Linked DNA regions of Callithrix jacchus: region 1 is linked to region 2. A link is a contact called in public Hi-C data. All regions are on one chromosome and are shown on one strand. The core of a region is the stretch at or near the end of the contact, and the rest is flanking DNA. Distances in the headings are between cores, read along the strand shown.

Region 1 (5,337 bases), core at 854-3,353, 90 kb before region 2:
GCCTTTCCAAGTTTTGCAAGAAACACAAAGGAACCTGCTGAATTGCAACTTGAGTGTGGGATTAGCAGAATCCAGATGATGGGAGCCTTGAAGCTTCCAATGGCATGGGTTGTTCAACAGATACACTGAACGAAAAAGACGGGACCATGAATAATATAGAAACTGAAGATGGGCAGCAGTGCTGCAGGTGAAGCTACAAACTCAAAAGGTGATATTGACACAGGAAGCAGGCGCTGTGGGAGCCGGGACAGAGGCCACTGGGCGGGGCAGATCACACATGGGGACAGGCAGGGGGAGCGCCCCAGGCTCCACTCCTCGACCTTGGTGGTGTTTACCAGAGCTCAGCTGAGACAGATTTGTTTAGTCCAATGTTTGTTTTGTATGGTCTTCTGGATCTACATTTAATTTAATTATTATTTTGAGTTTTCTATCCAAAAAATAGGTCAGAGTAGGATAAGGCAGAAAAATAAGGCAGAAAGATCGCTTGAGCCCAGGAGATCAAGACTAGCCTGGACAACATGGCGAAACCCCATCCCTTAAAAAAATAAGGGACCTGTGTTTAATTTTAAACAAAAAAACTTAGCACACATTGAATTCAGAGAAGACCATGAGTCATTAAGAATGCGAAGGGAGAAAGGCAGGTGGAGAGGGGACAGGGAGAAGCAAAATCAAGCCCTCTGAATGCTACTAGAGGTTGTTAGAGCACCCATTCACTAACAAGCAGCTGTTTATTCTGTTTGTTATTCTGTTTATTAACAATCCAGCTGAAGCTTGTTTCAGAGGTACTAAACAGCCCTGGCAGATGTGGGGAAGTTTTCCATACCAAAAAATTCCAGCCTGTGCTTGCCAGAGGAAGAACAAAATCACCATCTTGCAACTCTGAATGAAACAATGGATGCAGGCAGTGGTCACCAAGGACAGTGCAGCTTTCAGGCAGACAGGAGGCCACCTCAGAAATCCAGGGCCTTCTTGGCACCACTCCCAGCACATGAACCTCCAGAGCATTTTTGCCAGAATTAAATCATAAAGTAAAAATTTGAGGTACATATATGTAAACCAAGGCTTCAGATCTAACTTTCAGGCTATAGGAACTAAGGCAAATGACTTAACAACACAGGAAGTTACAAACTAAATCCAGAATCTGGAATCCAGATTCTCTCAGTGAACAGTGTGGCAAATGGGAAGAGGCAGGGACAGAGAGAATGTTTTGGATTAAAAAAACACAAAAAACCTAAGAGACATTGCAGCAGATTGATCTAATGAGTGGAACCAGTCTTGATCCAATTAGAAAGAGGAAAAAAAAGGAAAAGGCTTTTGTTAACAGACCTTTGACCATGGAATGGGCACCAAATAATAATAGGAAACTGCTATTTTTGTTACATGTGAAAATGCATTGCTGTTACATGAGAAAATGGTCCCTTTTTGTTCTTCATAGAAATATATTGCGCTATTCAGTAGTAAAGCGGGGTGTGCTTTAAGATAATAAGTAGTTCAAAACCAAGAAAGGAGGATGGGGGACAGCACGCCGGTGATGGAGGAGCCTGAGCCAAGAACTCCGAGGGCTAACCGCACCCTCACTTTTCACTACAAAAAGTTCTTTTAAAGCAAACGAGAGGCTCTGCAGAGGGCCAGGTGTGGCAGAACATGTGGCGAGTGACATGAACATTCAGAGGTGGGAAAAGCCATCACACGGGGAGCCCGCCGGGCGCATGTGTGCAGATGAGAGGTGCTGAAGCAGATGTCGCCTAGCCAGCCTGGGACAAGACAGAAGCAGCGCGGTTTCGGAGTCTAGAAAAGCATGTGAACTGGAAACGTAGATATACAGATAGTAAAGTCACAGGGAAGCACCTGTCAAATGGATCTGCCTCCACTGGATCCTGCCTCACACCTACGGGGGAGGAGAAGAGGAGGAGAACCAGTGGTCCTCAAAGTGTGGTCCCTGGACCAGAAGCATCAGGAGAAACTGGGAACACTTTAAAAAAGTAAACTCCCAGCCAGGCCAGACCTACTGAATCAGAAACCCCAGCCACACTAACAGGCGCCAGGGTGAGGGCCGTAGGCTAACTTGGCTGGCCTGTTCCAGGGCCCTGCCCGCTCCACCTGGCTGCTGCTTGTGCGCCCCGACACTGGTGGGGCTCCACCTTTGGAATGAGGCTCCATTCCTGCCTTCTCCACAGCGAGCAGTGAGTCCGGCACGCCAGCCACATAGCCTCTCTCACAGGCCTCACCTGTACAACCTGGGCAACGGTCTATGCTGCACAGGCTGCCCTGAAACCTGGAAGAGCTACCTATGCAAAGGCTTGGAGTGATGCCTGGTATTGCTACATGAATGGCTGCTCCTGTTCATAGTTCATTAATTTCTAAAACGTGCAGCTAAGACTCAATAATCGAGTTGAAGATGGCTCCGCTGGCCAAAAAGACCAGGAAACTCAATGGAGCAACAGGCTGACACCCATGCCCATGAGCTGACTTTGGCCTGCAGCAAATGCAAGCCTGGGGCAGCCAGACACCCGAGCAGTGTGACTGCATGTGGTGCCTCTCAGGGCCTGGGGCCAACAACCCTCCTGCTTGGCCCCTCGCCATGGCCAGCCATGGTCACGAGGCTCTAAGAGCCAAAAGAAATCTACTGGAGAAATTTTCAGAAAACATTAATTCCGTCTGTGCTCTGCCTGTTCCAGAGGCAGCAGGGAGGGGGCATGATGAACCCTCTGAGTCTGTGATCCCTGGTGACGGGAAGGAAGTGGCTGCTGCCCGGTCCTGCAGGGAACCACAGTTCTGGGCATACCTTGGTGTGACTCTCCTGCCTCCATCTACCCACTTAGTTTACTGCAAGGTAGGAAAAACCTTAACAAAACCATGATCATAAAAGAGAAACACAACAGGCCATTTTCTTTTTTTTTTTTTTTTTTTGAGACAGAGTCTTGCTGTGTCACTCAGGCTGGAGTACACTGGCACCATCTCGACACACTGCAGCCTCCACCTCCCAGGTTCCAGCAATTCTCCTGCCTCAGCCTTCAGAGTAGCTGGGATTACAGGCGCGCGCCACCACACCCTGCTGATTTTTGTATTTTTAGTAGAAACAGGGTTTCACCATGTTGGCCAGGCTGGTCTCCATCTCCTGACCTCATGATCCACCTGCCTCAACCTCCCAAAGTGCTGGGATTACAGGCGTGAGCCACCGTGCCCGGCCACAACAGGACACTTTCATTCAAAAAACGTGTCTACACAATCCTCCTTTTTAATAAGCTCTCCTGGGATTTCAGTATTGGGACCTGCTCGGCTGGTTTTGTGCAGAAGCCACTCAAGCTCCCTCCCTGGTCATGCAGCGCAACTCACTGGAGGGGGCTGGGGGGCCGCTGCTGGGCTGGGCTTTCTCACCCATTTCTCGTGGCTGCTTTAAATGAAAACAAACGTGCTTACTTCATGGTCCACACTCTCAGTAGCCATGCACTGGTTGTTGGCCAAAGTGGTGATCTCTCGGCTCTTCGGCGTTTCCATCCGGCAGCTGCAGAGAGGCACTTCCTGGAGACCGTCTGTCTCCAGCACGTCCGGACCGTTAGCCAACCCTAACATCACACAGACACATGTCAGCTCAGGCAGTCCTGACCTTGAAAGAATCATCTAGAAACCAATTGATTATAGAGTCTCAACAGTGCTCTCCCAGGCCAGGAAATAAAAGCAATGCAGTTGATTACCTAGGCACGAACAGCCCTGCAAGGAGGGTGGAAGGTGGGGGGTGGCTGTGGGGCTGGGCAGTGCCCACAGGCTCATGGACCGCCACCACCTGGGCAACATGAAGGAGTGGCCTGTGCCTCCTCAACTAACAAACCCCCTGCCAGGGTCTCAAGAGGGTTAACCTGTGTTCTCAGGTTCTCAGGACCCAGGACACAAGTTCCAAAGTCAGAGGCTGGTACCTCTGGCAGCAGCTCCTAAATCTTTTGGTTTTCAAACAAAAGCACATTAATTACCCTTTAAGATCTTGTTTTCCTAATTGGTTTTAAAATGGCAGCCACCAAAAAAATAATCAATTTGGAAGGGTTTAATAATGGTTCATCTATTATCTAGAATTCCACTCACCTACTGCAATAGTCCACAGAGCCCATTTATCAGGCTGAAGGAGGAAAGAACCAGGGAAACAAGGAAAGATAAACTAGAGGAGAATGAGAGCTCAACATGTGGCTGACAGTGACAGCATCGTCCACAGGGCAGGCTGCAGCGGAGCTGTGGTCAACAGGTGGCCTTGGGCTAGTCCGAGCATAACCAGGGCTGCTGCCCCCCACACCCTGCCCCCAGCCCAGGCAGGAGAGACCAGCAAGGCCAAGGCCAAGTGGCAGAGGCAGGGTGGAGGCAGTCGCCAGGAAGACCCTCAAGCGTGGCAAGGGGCTACAGTGGGTGCTGCTCCCAAAGGAAGCCTGATCACAATTCACATTTTCTTTCTTGTTAAACAGTCAAAGCAGAAATAGAAGGTGAACAGGTGTCTCAAATACTCACTAACTCTGAATTAAAAATAATTAACTCTTGTTTTCACATCTAAAAACACACTGTTGAAGTATACTAAAACAGAGACCAGGGCTGAAGAATCCATGAACAGACAAGGCCAGTTGAGCCAAGGAGGCCATCTTGACCTTGCTTGATTTGAAAACAAAAGTTATCTTGGGCTACTTCTTGCAAATGCCTCTAGTAAAGAAAAGTAAGACTTAAGTTCTACCACTGAGAAGCAGCCAACCCATCTCTGTCACTAGGGTCTTTCGAGCAGGATGGAACAAATGACGCAAGCGCGCCATGAACCAATCGGGTGCTTTCTGGGCTTGGCTTCCGTGTCCACCCTGAAAGCCTTCCCCTTGTGTTTCCTCAGTGTGGCTCCCAACATGCTTCTGGTTTGGAGCTACCCAGTTCATAAATCGCTGCTCAAGGAAACCCTTTAAAAACTGCGTTGTGCCTTCGTTCATCTTTTAACAACACCCAGGCTGAGTCACCCACAGTCACTTCTGTTGGTCTCTAGCCCGTCTGTATTCTGATAATGGTCACAGCCAGGAGAGAATCCAAATCTGTGCAAAGAGCTGATGAGCATGTGAATGGCATGCACTGCCATCCACGGGTCTCTCTGTGCAGGAAGACAGCCTCCCAATGTCACCAACTCCGGCACAGAGGCAGGTCCTAATCACAGGCTGCCCAATGTCCCACCCTCGCCTCTGGATCACCCGTACCGCTAAAGACCAGGAGAACGATGAAGTGAAACTTGAATTTGAATCACTACGAGTTTAAAGCTGGGCAGGTCTCTGAGATGATCCTGCCCGGCAACCTGATTTGTAAAAGGAGAAAACAGACACAAACCAC
Region 2 (5,169 bases), core at 1,127-3,626:
AGCTACTTCGGAAGCTGAGAAAGGAGTATTGCTTGAACTGGGAAGGTGGACGTTGCAATGCGCCGAGATAGCCCCACTGCACTCCAGCCTGGACAACAGAGCAAGGCTCCATCTCAAAAAATAAAAATAAATTTAAAAAAATAAAATAAAATGAACGGCCAGTCAGCATCACTACTCACGCTCCCTCACACCACTCCCTCCTACTGGCCACCAAATTCTATGCCTCCTAAATATTCCATCAAATTCCACTGCTACCTTCTTATTTTATGCCACATTATTCCTAAAGTCAAGGGTAATAGGAAGAATCTGGCAACTCATTTTTCTAATTCCAGTCTCTCCCCTTTTCAGTCTAGCATCTACTCTGCAGTTAAAATTATCTTTCTAAAATTGTGACCTTATCATAATCTTCTTTAAAAATTCAGTGGCTTCCCACTGCCCATGGAATCAAGTTCACACTTCATGACAAGGCACAGAAGGCACTTCAGCGATCTAGGCCAGGCGTGCGGCCTCCGGGGCCAAATCCAGCCCCAACTGCTTTCTTACTTCCCACAAGCTAAGAATGCATTTTTTTGAAAAATTTTTAAGTTGTAGAAATAAAAAAGAATATGCATCAGAGACCTTCATACACCTGGTCCTTAACAGAATTCTGCAGATTTCTAACCTAGCCTGATGATTTTCAGGTCCAGGAATGGCCTGTCAAAAATCCTAGATGCCAGTCACACGGAGCTACTTGAGATTCTAGCAGCAGTGTGGCCCCGACCATCACGCCTCCCCCGTGTCCACGACTCTCCAACTGTGCAGCAAGCTCTTGGGCTCAGATGGCTTTGCAGCTCATCACAGGCTCTGTGATGACCCACACAGGCTTGCCTCCCACTTACAGAGGGAGCTCCTGTTCACTTTTGTAACCCCAGCACCTAGTATGGGCACAAAATACATACTCTACAACTACTGGAAGAATATACTTTAAGATGATGATTAAATACTAATGGCGGGTGTCACACACCAAGAAGTGAGTCAGCAATCACAGGCAGACAGCACAAGGTACAGGAGGCGCCACAGCGACCCGACCTGGACTTGCTCTTCGAGGCTGAACAGGAGCACAAAGAAAGAGCGCTGGAGCTGAGAGTCAGGGCATCTGGGGACACTGGCCAACAGTGAGATTCTCCACCAGCCTGCAGTGTGGGGGAGCCAGAACAGCGGATGGAATTCTGAGAGATTTTACTGTGGGTTTTAATTTATATCATGTTGGTGTTCTTTGATAGATGCCAGGAAAGAGCAGAATCCTGTTAAATGTCTTTCAGCACCTGAAATTTGGCCTCAGCACAGGGCTCAATGGAGAGATTGGCCCTCAGGAAGCCCTGGTGCAGGTGGGTCACACTGTAGCCCCTAGCCCCTTCACTGCCTTGTAAATGGCAGCATGGGCTATGGTGCTGGCTAAGCTCACTGTGCTCCAGGCCTTGTAAACGGCACGTGTGTGACGGTGCTGGTGGTCCTCTAAGCTCACTGTGCTCTAGGCCCTGTGAGGAACAGGTTGGTGTTTTAGAAAGTCTCCCTGCTCACCCTGGATCTCTGAGAAAAGCAGCTTTAGCTGGCCAGCATCTGTCTGGGCCTCCTGGGCTCAATTCCAAGACAACAGATTGTCCTGCCTCCATCAAGGCCTCAGCCCTGGCTCCTGAGAACAATACAGTCCCTAGAAGGGACCCATAGACTCCTAGATCCCCCTAGTATTGCCTCCTGGAGGCTAAGTAATACGTCAACGCATACAGATGCTATTTTTCAGTGGTACTACGTTCATAGTAATTTTGTCATTTTCTATCTTTTTAATTCATACATACTTTCGCACAATTATCCCCATAAAAACAGGGGCCTTAATATTTCTTTTTTTTTTTTTTTTGAGACAGAGTCTTGCCCTATCTCCCAGGCTGGAAAGCAGTGGCCCGATCTCGGCTCACTGCAACCTCCACCTCCTGGGTTCAAGCTAGTCTCCGGCATCAGTCTCCTGAGTACTGGGTATCACAGGTGCACACCACAACACCCAGCTAATTTTTCTATTTTTTGTAGAGGTGGGTTTCACCATGTTGGTCAGGCTGGTCTTGAACTCCTGACCTCATGATCTGCCCGCCTGGGTCTGCCAAAGTGCTGGGATTACAGGCATGAACCACTGTGCCTGGCCTAAAATTTTTCTAATGTGAGAAAAAAGTTTTGAAGACACTGAATAACACTGGCAGTCCCTGCCAGAGCCTCCCTGAGAGGAGGGCCAATGCTAGGCAGAGCAGCAGTGCAGTTTCACCAGAAGACATCTGGTGAAATTTGGCCTCAGCACAGGGCTCAATGGAGAGATTGGTGTGGAGCACAGGCGAAGAGCGTGGGTCTGAGGGAGGGATGCAGACATGGTCTCCACACACTCCCTGGTGCACTCTCAGGGCCAGAGCTTCATGCTGCCTTCAGCTTAGCCAGCAAGGACAGTGTAGCTGAACACGGCTCCCCCACCTCCCAGGACACCCACCTCCTCTTCTGAGCAACATGGGACATAAGAACAAGACTGTACACAACTTATCAAAATATAAGAGAAGCCTATTTCTTTTTTCAGATTAGAAGAGCAACTTGAGTAACAGTCCTATCAGAAATAAATACAACAAATAGAAAAGCAGCAGTCGAGAGTGGTAAGGGACCAGGCACCCAGACTAGCACCCAGGTAAGGGGTGCTCAACCTGCTGGGGGGTTCTTACACACTCTAGGGTGTCATTCTAAGATGAGACCACCCTGATGTGAAAGAAAGGTAAGGTTCTTTGCTAAGCACTTCAAAGCAGAATCATCTTAAATTGTCAAAAAAGCAACCCATATAAAACTGTTCTCAAGCTACGTCCTGCACAGCGTCAGCCATCGGACTTGGAACAAAGGCACCACCTTGTGGTTAGAAGAGTAAATGCAGGCTACATGCAGAAAACCGTAAGATCCATTAATAATTTCTCTGCAATCAAAAAGGTTCCTGGTAGAAGACCACATTCCTACTCATGTCAGACACCTTTTCTTAAATCCACAACACTGCTCTGTAATATGACTGAGACAGCGTGGGAAAACAAATACACATTCATAGCTGAATTTCATTTAAAATCTCCAGGATGATAAAAAGATAGTAAAACCTAAGGAGTTGACTGTTTTGAAGTATGTGACACAAAAATGTGACACTCATCTCCAATCAGAACGTCAGCTCTATGAGAAACAGAAATTGTTTGTTTGGTTCATTATACTACTGTTCCAGGCACTTCAGTTTATGATAAAACATAAATTCTCAAACTTTTCATTCTCAGAACCACACCACACTCTAAACAGCACTGATCACCCCAAAGAGATTTTGTTTACATGAGTTATCAGAATGGTACTAAGTTAGTTTTACCATGTCCAAACTGAAAAGAAATTTTTTAAGTTATCACTTCCTTTACAGATAACAATAAACCCATTACATGTTAACATAGGATACTTTATGAAAATAAACTATTCTTTAAAGAAAAGACAAAATTATATGGTTTTGCATTTGTGAAAGTATTTTTTCCAGTTTAGCAAACCAGAAGTCCATGTGCCCGCCGCATTCCATCTATGGCAGGATCACACAACTCGTGCCTGACACTTAGCACAGAATGAGAGTGAAAAGGTACATAAAGTCTTGCATTTGTATGCAGCTCAAACCCTAGAAGACTCCTGGGGCCTCTGCACTGTAGTGTCTGCTGGACACAAAGTGCTGGAGGAGGTTCCCTGAGTGAAGGAAGAAGGGGTGCAGAAGTACACAAGGACCAAAGGGACGGCCTCTGTGCAGCCACGTGTGGGGGCAAGGCCCGGCCACAGCACTGCAGAGTTGGGTCCTTATTTCATAACGATTCCAAGTATAGGATTCAGGTCCAGGCGCGGTAGTTGATTCCTGTGATCCCAGCACTTTGGGAGGCCAAGGCTGGTGGAAAGCTTGAGCTCAGGAGTTCAAGACCAGCCTGGGCAATATGGCAAAACCCCATCTCTGCAAAACATACCGAAAACATCAGCTGTGCATGGTGGTGTGCATCTGTAGTCCCAGCTACTCAAGAGGCTGAGGTGGAAGAACAGCCTGAGCCCGAGAGGCGGAGGTTGCAGTGAGCCAAGATTGCGCAACTGTACCCCAGCCTGGGCGACGAAGCAAGACTCTTGTCTCCAAAAAAAAAAGACAGAAAAGGATTCAACTCTTTGGGTCTCTGGGTGGCTTTGTTTTGACATTGTGACAGGGCGTTATCTAACTTCACGGTCATCTTCCCTTCAGGTTTTCACTATATATTTTTAAAGTGATAAGCACTACTCATATGAATTAAGTTAAATATAAATGAAGGTTTCCATTAATTTTTTCTAACAGCAAAGCTAATACATGCTCTCTGTAAAAAAAACTTTACTATATTCCAAAAAATACAAAATCACTGGCAATCCCACAATTCAGAAATAACCAAGTTAACTTTCTGTATATTTCCTTCTGCTTTTTTCTTACACTGAATGAAAAAAAATAAGAATTTCAGCTCACTTATTAGCTATGAAAGAGCTAACAGAGTAATTATACGGGAAAACAGTAACTATAGGCAAGATACCCTCACTCATCCATAAGTCAAGCACACTGTAGCCCTGGAAGGGTTCTGAGTTCCCACACATCTCATGGCCAGGCTGGACAGCCTCTGTTACGTTGAGCCACATGCACAGCGGCTTACCCTGGAACAAGAGGCATGCAACAGTGGATGACAAAGCCAGGCCAAGACCCAGAGGCTGCAGGAGGTAGGGCGTCAATAAACAGAGAAGGTAGCCTGCACTCCGAGAAAGTCCTCCCAGAACGAAGACGGGGCAAAGGCAAGTGGACGGAGGATAGACAGGTGCCTCTTCCTTCCCCTGGACACAGCCCCCAGGAGAACACCAAGACTGCTAGACCCCAGGGAAGATGCACAAGGAGGACAGGAAGATAGGTGAGTACAAACTGGAGCCAGGAGGCACAAGGCCTCAGTGAGAACAGACTGGTTCCCTGGGCTGCTGTGCTGCAGGCCCACCCCCAGGACAGGTAGCCAGGGAAACCAGTCAGAAAAGGGAGGTGCAGGTGGGAGACTGAGAGGAAGTCAGAAGGCAGAAGCACCTGCAAGAAGGGCAAAGAGGATGGAGGCAGATGGGAAG

Evidence for each region. Hi-C and Micro-C count contacts between places; a contact is called where the count stands out from the background.
Region 1: a Hi-C map of skeletal muscle shows a contact between it and region 2, with 3 times the contacts expected there. The contact joins two enhancer-like sites. A contact is called at or near these places in 2 of 3 Hi-C or Micro-C datasets (induced pluripotent stem cells and skeletal muscle).

The regions. Positions count from the first base shown.
Region 1 is chr1:186,115,442-186,120,778 of calJac240_pri, reverse strand. It overlaps EHMT1 (euchromatic histone lysine methyltransferase 1), which reads right to left. Exons shown (of 27, transcript XM_078333150.1): 10 at 3,421-3,566. Among named protein-coding and RNA genes, the nearest start is that of CACNA1B, 110 kb to the left of the region's middle. Within about 2 kb of position 2,103, at least 5 of the 16 cell types and tissues checked have an H3K27ac peak or open chromatin away from gene starts, as enhancers often do. A contact at or near this core is called in skeletal muscle, where this site is marked.
Region 2 is chr1:186,026,313-186,031,481 of calJac240_pri, reverse strand. All of the region lies in intron 1 of EHMT1 (euchromatic histone lysine methyltransferase 1), which reads right to left. Among named protein-coding and RNA genes, the nearest start is that of EHMT1, 58 kb to the right of the region's middle. Within about 2 kb of position 2,376, at least 4 of the 16 cell types and tissues checked have an H3K27ac peak or open chromatin away from gene starts, as enhancers often do. A contact at or near this core is called in skeletal muscle, where this site is marked.